Linked DNA regions of Rattus norvegicus: all the other regions are linked to region 3. A link is a contact called in public Hi-C data. All regions are on one chromosome and are shown on one strand. The core of a region is the stretch at or near the end of the contact, and the rest is flanking DNA. Distances in the headings are between cores, read along the strand shown. Region 1 overlaps Ascc1 (activating signal cointegrator 1 complex subunit 1). Region 2 holds the start of Mcu (mitochondrial calcium uniporter). Region 3 holds the start of Dnajb12 (DnaJ heat shock protein family (Hsp40) member B12).

Region 1 (2,700 bases), core at 100-2,599, 170 kb after region 3:
TAGGACTGGAGTTAGAGATGATTGTGAGCTGGGAACGGGAATTGAACCTGGATCCTCTGAAAAGCAGCAGTGTTCTTAATCTCTGAGCTAAATTTCCAGCACACCCCACTTTCTCAAAAATAACCCAGTAGGTCCAGTTTATGCTACCCATAGACCCCCAGGTGTAGGGCTATCTTCTGGAGCATGGTCAACGTGTTGGTAGCTACACCATTCCAAGAGCTCTGACTCTCCCTTCCCCAGGGACCATCAGCTGTTCAGGGCTCCTCAGTTAGGGCTGGGACTCCTGAACCCTTCCCCCTTCATGCTAGAATGGGACTGACTGGGTCTTGTACAGACACCACTCTTTAAAGATGCCATTTTGCGGGGTTGGGGATTTGGCTCAGCGGTAGAGTGCTTGCCTAGCAACCGCAAGGCCCTGGGTTCGGTCCCCAGCTCCGAAAAAAAGAAAAGAAAAAAAAAAGATGCCATTTTGCTCCCCATAGCTTTATATGCATTTAAAGCAAGTCATGTGCTGCACACATAACTGAAAGGGAGAGCCAGGAGCAGGAGCCATTGCTGTAGGAACAGGAGCAAGGTGTTTAGAAGCCATTAGAGTAGTCTGGGAGAAGCAAAATGGCCCAAATTAGAGCAGTGGCAGTGGGAATCAATAATTGGATGCAAGAAGTAGAATATGCTTGATTGGGCAATTTTCTTAAACCAGAGGATAGAGAGATGACTAAGCTAGTTTATGTCAGGAATACAAAGGTTATTCAGATTAGGAAATCTAATAATATCCCTGTCAAATTTAAAAGCAATATCTAAATACATGCTTAAAAGGATTTTGCTGGGGACAGAGGCACACTCCTGTATTCCCAGCACTCAGGAGGGAGGCCAAGGTAGAGTTCAAGGTCATTCTTAGCTACAGTGTAAGTTCTAGGTCTAGACTGCAAGAGACTTTTGAAAAACCAAGACCCAAGTTAGATCCCTAGGTCCCACTGGTGGATGGAGAGAACCAACTTCTCGAGTTATTCTCTGAGCTCCACACTGTGCCTACCCATGGTCACAGGTAAATAAACAAATAAAATTTAAAAACAAAGGCAAAACAGAAAAGAAGTAGATATAGTCTAGCTGTTGAGAACTGGCAAATGGGAGAGTTGCATTTGTTTGTTTTGGTGCTGAGTCCTGTGTGGCCATTTGGAAGGGATGGTGTTTCCCAACCCTGGAACAGCCAACAAGGCATGGGCCTCCACAAGTGTTATGGTTGCTAGGTGTAAGACTTGTTTGTATATTTTACGTTATGTTCCTCCTTTGAGGTGAATGTCCTCTCTGCCAAGGGTAATCCTTGGTAGGTAAACTCCATGGTAACCAGAGTAACTCCATGGTAATCAGTAACTCCATGGTAATCAGAGACAGCACAAGTCCAGGAGGTGAGGGTGTCTCTATGTCCTTAACAAAAAACGGCAAACTGTAACCTTCGGGACAGGCCTTAAGGCTGTAGAAAACTCTGAGAACATGAGTTTTAAAATATATAATTTCTCGGGCTGGAGAGTTGGCTCAGCGGTTAAGAGCACTGACTGCTCTTCCAGAGGTCCTGAGTTCAATTCCAGCAACCACATGATGGTTCACAACCATCTGTAATGGGATCTGATGCCCTCTTCTGTGTGTCTGAAGACAGCTACAGTGTACTCATATAAATAAAATAAATCTTTAAAAACAAAAACAAAAAAAATATATAATTTCTCAACTATGCAATATGAAAGGATGCAATATGAATTATATGAGGGACTTCACAGACCTAAAAGAACAGAGGCAGCTGCACTATGAACCAGCTTGTCAGAAAGATACAAAGGCAGGCAGATTCCTGAGTTCAAGGTTAGTCTGGGACAGAATGAATTTAGGTTGGCATAGTGGGAATGGTAATCTCAGGATGGATCCCACCCAGCTAAACTTATTGTTTGTGCTTACAAAGGCAGGAGGCATGGGGTTGGGGATTTAGCTCAGTGGTAGAGCGCTTGCCTAGGAAGCGTGAGGCCCTGGGTTCGGTCCCCAGCTCTGAAAAAAAGAACCAAAAAAAAAAACAAAAAAAAAAAAAAAAAACAAAAAAAACAAAGGCAGGAGGCAGATCTCTGATTTTCTCTCTTGCTAGAAAAATTCTAAAAGATTCCTGGATAGCTCATGGGTTTTCCAACCAAAGTCAACACAGCTAGTATAGAAATATATATAAGAGCTGTGTTCATTCTCCAAGCACCTCTCTCTGAGTAGCTTCTAGAAAAAAAAAATTCTAAAAAAGCTGTGTTCACTCTCCAGAGATCTCCAGACAGCTCACCTCTTGCAGACGAAAGCCCAGACTTTTATTTACATACAAATTTATTTACTCCAGGTTCCCTTTTGATTATCCCATGACTCCACCTTCCATGACATTAGGCCCTTGATTCTTAGAAGACAGCAAGCACTTTATTTGCACCTGGATAGCTTCATTTTTCATGTTTAAAAATAAAGTGCTTTTTTTCTAGAAGCTACTCAGAGAGAGCTGCTTGGAGAATGAACACAGCTCTTATATATATTTTTATACTAGCTGTGTTGACTTTGGTTGGAAAACCCATGAGCTATCCAGGAATCTTTTAGAATTTTTCTAGCAAGAGAGAACTGTCTCGAGCAGAAAGCTACATTGATCAGACTACAGAGCCAAAAGCTATCCACAGAGAGCTGTCCAGGGAGCCA
Region 2 (2,700 bases), core at 30-2,529, 250 kb before region 3:
TGCAAAGCTCCAGTCCTTTCCTCTTAGGAGACAAGGAATCAGAACAAGACAGGTCATGATGCATGGGCTAAAGGCACCACCTTCTCTATTGGGCCGGCTGCAGCGAGCTTCCCATCAGCACACTATACAAGCTCACCTTATAAAATTAATCCTACACTTGTTCTCTCAAGAGTTGGCCAGAGACCAACACGAATGGGCCTCGAAAGTCCAAAGGAAGAGAACATTCTGACCTGTTAGGTCAAGAACTCGATGCCAAGCTCCAGTACTATACTGCCACCACTACACATGCACACGCCCCTAGGCTGTTGAGGCAGAATTCCTTCTTTGCCAGGCAATGAAACCCGGCAAGAACTGGTTAATAGAATCACCAAATCTCTGCCTCTGTGAACAACTTGCCCTGCAGCCTCTCTTGTGCCTGCTGCCCTTCCTTTGGGCACCGGTGCAGCCTGAAAGCCAACCCTCCGAAGGGACCACCGGGACCTTTAAGCACCCGAGGGGATGGTGTTTGCCTCCTGAAGCAATGCAGCATCCACCTCGAGGAAGCTGGTTCCCAGAACACGCACATGCAGGGACCTGATCAGAGAACGGATAAAGTTTGATTTTCCTTCCTGCGTGCTCCTAAGGGGACGAGTGAGGGCGAGGCAGAAGCCTCCTGGGGTCCCGGGCTGCTCTCCGGGGACAGTTCCCAGCAGCATGGCACTGCCACTCTCCTGACACACCGGCAACCGCGGCAACTCCGGACGCCCCAACCCGCCCAGAGGAGGAGAGAAGGGGACAACTTGCACTGGGCTCAGTTTGGGAGCATTGGAGCAAAGCTGTCAGAAACGACGGAAGGAGGGACGGAGCCCGGAGGCGGGTCGGGGAGAGGTTCAAGTCCCGTGCCTTCCCCGCCCTGGCGTCCCCAGTCCTGCGGGAACATCCCTGCTGTCGCCCCTCCTCCTCCTCTCCTGCCTCCCGCCCGCCCGCTCTGCCTTCCCAGCCGCCGCCGCAGGCGTTGAAGGACACGGCGGCTCGGTGGCCCGCCACCCCGGGGCGGCCGCGAGTTGAGGGAAGTCGCCCGGCTCCCCGGCCTGCCCGCGGCTCCCCACGCCGCCCCGCCCTCCCTGGAGCCGCGCTCGCTCACCGTCCGGTGCTGCTGGTGCGGCCGCTGGCGGCTGACGCCCAGCCCGGGAAAGCAGCCGGCAGTCAGCGCTCCGCAGCCGCCGGCGCCCCCGCCGCCGCCCCGGGAGCAGAGCAGCAGCAGGAGCGATCTACCTGCGGCGGCCGCCATCTCTCAACTGGAAACGGCGCTGGCCCAGGCAGCGCAGCGGACGGCCGGGGCGTGGCCAAGGCCCGCCACTCAGCCGTACCAAGCCAACTGCAGCCCTGAGTCAAGCCTCCGAGGCGGGGCTTCCTGTGAAGCCCAATCAAAAGGCGGGAGAATCCCGGCTTCGGGCTGTCTGTCACTTCCAGAGTTACCTTTCGGTCAAATTCTAGGGGACCGGTCTCTGGCACTTGAGCCTCTTGGAATGGAGCAGTAAGGGATGGCACGTTCGATTTGGCTAATCTTTACCAAGTGACTTGATAAGAGAACTAGGGAAATAGAAATCTGTGCTGTGCAGAGCTTGTTCGGAATCGAGTTCTGTGTGTTCTAAGTTGTCTGCATAAGCACCCAACTGGTCATTTTAAGTAGGTTGGCTCCAACTCTCAACCGCATGCCTAAAGTTAGCATCCATACCAGATAGCATTTGGATGTGCTGAAACTAACCCTGAATTGTAAAGTAATCCAATGACAGTGCTGTATAACATGATATACGGTAGAATAGAATGGTTGTAGCTTCAAACTCCCAGGATGAGTACCTGCCATTGAGCTGAATGAACAGAATTGAAACACAATTGAAACATCTGATTCCTTTTCCCTGCACCTTTAGATTGACATTCCTCTCTAAAAGCAACACTGTTCTTTACTATATTTGACCTTGGTCTCGTTTTTTGTTTTGTTTTTTTTTTTAAATAAACTACAGAAACAGAAGAAGCTGGCAATGTAAGAAAACCATTTAAAGATGAGCCAAGTTTCATAATTTTGCTAAACTAGCAAGTAGAACACAGTTCAGAGTAACTTTTCTTGCGGGGGTCCGGGGGCAGGATACAGAGGAGGATGTCATTATGTTGCCCAGGCTGGCCGGCAATGCACTATGTAGCCCAGGATGACCTCAAACTCACCTCCAACCTCACCAGCCCCAGTGCTCACACCCAGCATAGAATTACTTTTTTGTTGTTGTTGTTCTGTTGTTGCGGTTCTGATTTTTGGTTTGAGATTAAGTCATGCTACATACTCAGGCTAGCCTTGAATTGAAAATCATCCTACCTCAGCCTCCTGAGTGATATGATCACACGCACCATGCCTGGTTTTAGATTGACCTCATTCACTTCCTCTTGAAAACACAACTTTCCATAGGACAAGGTTTCTCAACCTATGGGTCGCAACCTTTTGGGATCAAAAGATTTTCTTAGGGAGTTACCTAAGACCATCATGAGGCACAGGTATTTACCTTACAATTCAGAGCAGTGGCAAAATTACAGTCATGAGGAAGCAACAAAATAATGTTATAGTTTGAGGTCACCACGATATGAAGAATTGTATTGAGGAGTCCCAACATTAGGAAGGCTGGGAACCACCACACAAGAAAAGAGTTCCTAGCAAGAGTTCGCTGAGTGTGG
Region 3 (2,700 bases), core at 80-2,579:
CTCCAGTCCCCTGATTGCCACTCCCATCGCCAATACATCCTCCCGAATTCAACATCTAATATTCCTTCCAATGAACTGCCCCTTTCGCACAGGCTTCCCCATTTCTCCAGTCCAAGTACACAGAGATTCTATCTGGATATTCGGGCCAAGAATGTTGCCATTGGCCGGAAGTCCTCTGTTTCTCTCACACCGAAGAACATCCATCCACGTAGCAGCAAAAACAATTTTCAAAACGTATCCAGACTTTAGGCGGATGTGGACGGCAGAGCAAAAGGAGCCCGGCAAGTTTCATGGAGCCGCGTTCACAGAGGGGGTTCTAATCCAGCTAAGGCTATGACAGTCCTCCCTACACTTGATCCCTCCTCTTACCCTCCCCACCCCCTTTCCCGCCCTGCTCGGTCCCTCCCTCCACTTCCTCACCCCCCACCCCGTGACTATTTAATTTCCTCTTTTGCTTTATGTGTCTGTATGTATATGCATATATATCCACCGAGTCTCACCTGACTATAACAGCTGCTCTTTAACTTTTGTTTGTGTTTGTTTTTCTGAGACAGAGTTTCTCTTTGTAGCACTGGCTGTGCTGAAACTGACTGTAGACCAGGCTAGTCTCGAACTCCCAGCATTCCTCTGCCATCCAAGGGCTGGGATTAAAGGCCGCATTGCACCCTTTAACTTTCATTGGGTTTATTGGTGTAGTTTAAGAAATAGCCAGTACCTGAGTGGAAGTCATTGGCAACCTTCACTAAAGGTTGTTGTCATTTTAGTGGGAGGTCGGCTGAGCTGCATTCTGACTGGTCGTATGACTCTGTAGTGACTCTGTAACTCCTCCTTAATCCCGCAATAACTCGCAAGGAAAATCCCCATTCAGAGCCTTTACATTTATTTCCTCCAGTCTAACCACCCTACCTCCAACCACATGTTCATGTCCACAGGTGCCTGTAAAATGAGTTTCTGATATATTAAACTATCTTAAACGGTAGCCCTCCCCTCCATTTCCCCCTACTTTTCGATATTTGCCTAGACTGTGTCACTATCTGAATGTTTCTGTTTACTGGACCCCACCCACGAAAGTTCTGTGAGGACAGGGTTTTGTTTTGACAATACTGCCACATCAGACAGACTGCCACATCCGACAAATAGCGGGCATTCGGTAAACATCTGTACGATGAACAGATAGTCGAACCGGAACGCAAAGGCTGCCGCGAGGAATGTGCGCGCACACTCAACTTCAGCATTAGCGCTCCAATAGCGCCTCCGAACCGAACGCCCCTTTCTTAGGAGACATACGGTAGGGCTTCCGCCCGGGTTCAACCCTCACTCAAATCCCGGGAAGGAGGGGCGGAGGGTTATGTCATCCTTCCGCGCCGGCCTGCCCCGCGACGCGCCGGCGGCTGGCGCAGCCCTTCGCTCGCCCGGCCTCCCCCTCCCTGGTTCCGTGCTCGGGTTCCGCCATGGAATCCAACAAGGATGAAGCCGAGCGCTGTATCAGCATCGCCCTCAAGGCCATCCAAAGCAACCAGCCCGACCGGGCGCTGCGCTTCCTGGAGAAGGCGCAGCGGCTGTACCCGACGCCAAGAGTCACCGGTGAGTGGGAGGCGCCGCAGAGACCGAAGGGGGCATTAGCACGGATCGGGGGAACACGGGAACGGACCGACGGGAGCAGTTGGCGGAGGGGGGAGGGGTGGCGAGGCGCGGCTACGCCTGCGCACTCGTGCGCGCGGGTGCTGCTGGGATTCGTAGTCCTGTGGTGCCGCTGTCTCTGCGATGCTGACCCCCTGGAGACCCCCGAAGGGCCTGGCTCCCAACCGCTTTCCAGTGCTTGTGGAAGCCTCTGGAATACGAGGCTTCTGGGAAGAAGACGTGCTAGGAGACCCGGTGAAGAGAACTCACGTGGAAAAGAAAGCGAACTACTTTTCCCAGAAGGCTGTTCGGTGGCCCAGGGCCAGTGGCCGGCCTGGGAAATATAGTTCAGGAAAATAAACATAACTATTCTAAGGGAGAATGGGTTCTAGAGAAGGAGGAAATTCATTCGCTCGAATCAGAGAACCGTTAGCGAAATAAGCCATTCCAATTCGTAGTCCTTCCTGCAGTTTCTTGAAAGCGGTATTTTGGAGTGGATGAATTGTTGAAGGTCCCATTCTCAGCCACCCCATCCTACCTTCGTCCTCAGCAGGCCCGGGTCGAGGGGGTCTTATGGACTGCTACGACAGATGAGTACCAGGTAGCTGAGTAGCCTAGGGGTGAGACCTCCCAAACCAAGCAAGGAATAGTGATCTTGATTCTGCTACTCAATCGTCTCAGTTTACCTGGTACCCACCCCCACCCCCCGCCTTTTTGCGTTTGTAACCTAAGGGCCCAAAGAAAATTTTAATACCAGCTGGAAAGGAGAAAGATACAGGATTTATTTCTGTGAAGTTAGTAAACTCTGACGTGTAGCAGGCTTTCAGAATTAAGAGACCCATGTCTCATCGTGAACTTGGGTTCCCCTATCTGGAAGTTTAGGGAGTTGGAACAGATAATGTATATAAACAAGAATATCCGCAGTGCTTTTCTATATAGAAAGTTCTCGGTATGTTTTGCCACCCGATCCTGCACAGTCCGGAAGACAGAGCACCACTTTTATATCTTCTGTAGATGAGGAAATACTCGGCGATAAGCGTCTTAGGCTGTGACACAGCTAGAAAGTGGAAAGCCCTGAGA

Evidence for each region. A called contact is a pair of places that touch in the nucleus more often than the background predicts.
Region 1: a Hi-C map of liver shows a contact between it and region 3, with 2.5 times the contacts expected there. The contact joins the enhancer-like site here to the promoter of Dnajb12 in region 3. A contact is called at or near these places in 12 of 12 Hi-C or Micro-C datasets (the A7r5 cell line, the Rat2 cell line, Schwann cells and 7 more) and 1 of 1 datasets of contacts at active chromatin or transcription factors (oligodendrocytes).
Region 2: a contact with region 3 is called in a Hi-C map of hepatocytes, with 2.4 times the contacts expected there. The contact joins the promoter of Mcu here to the promoter of Dnajb12 in region 3. A contact is called at or near these places in 2 of 12 Hi-C or Micro-C datasets (hepatocytes and liver).

Annotation. Positions count from the first base shown.
Region 1 is chr20:28,536,957-28,539,656 of GRCr8, forward strand. All of the region lies in intron 7 of Ascc1 (activating signal cointegrator 1 complex subunit 1), which reads left to right. Among named protein-coding and RNA genes, the nearest start is that of Cox5bl1, 35 kb to the left of the region's middle. Within about 2 kb of position 1,350, at least 3 of the 93 cell types and tissues checked have an H3K27ac peak or open chromatin away from gene starts, as enhancers often do. A contact at or near this core is called in hepatocytes, kidney and liver, where this site is marked.
Region 2 is chr20:28,121,824-28,124,523 of GRCr8, forward strand. Mcu (mitochondrial calcium uniporter) reads right to left here and starts at 1,280. Exons shown (of 8, transcript NM_001106398.1): 1 at 1,124-1,280. The coding sequence starts at 1,270.
Region 3 is chr20:28,369,851-28,372,550 of GRCr8, forward strand. It overlaps Dnajb12 (DnaJ heat shock protein family (Hsp40) member B12), which reads left to right and starts at 1,330. Exons shown (of 9, transcript NM_001013907.2): 1 at 1,330-1,584. The coding sequence starts at 1,452.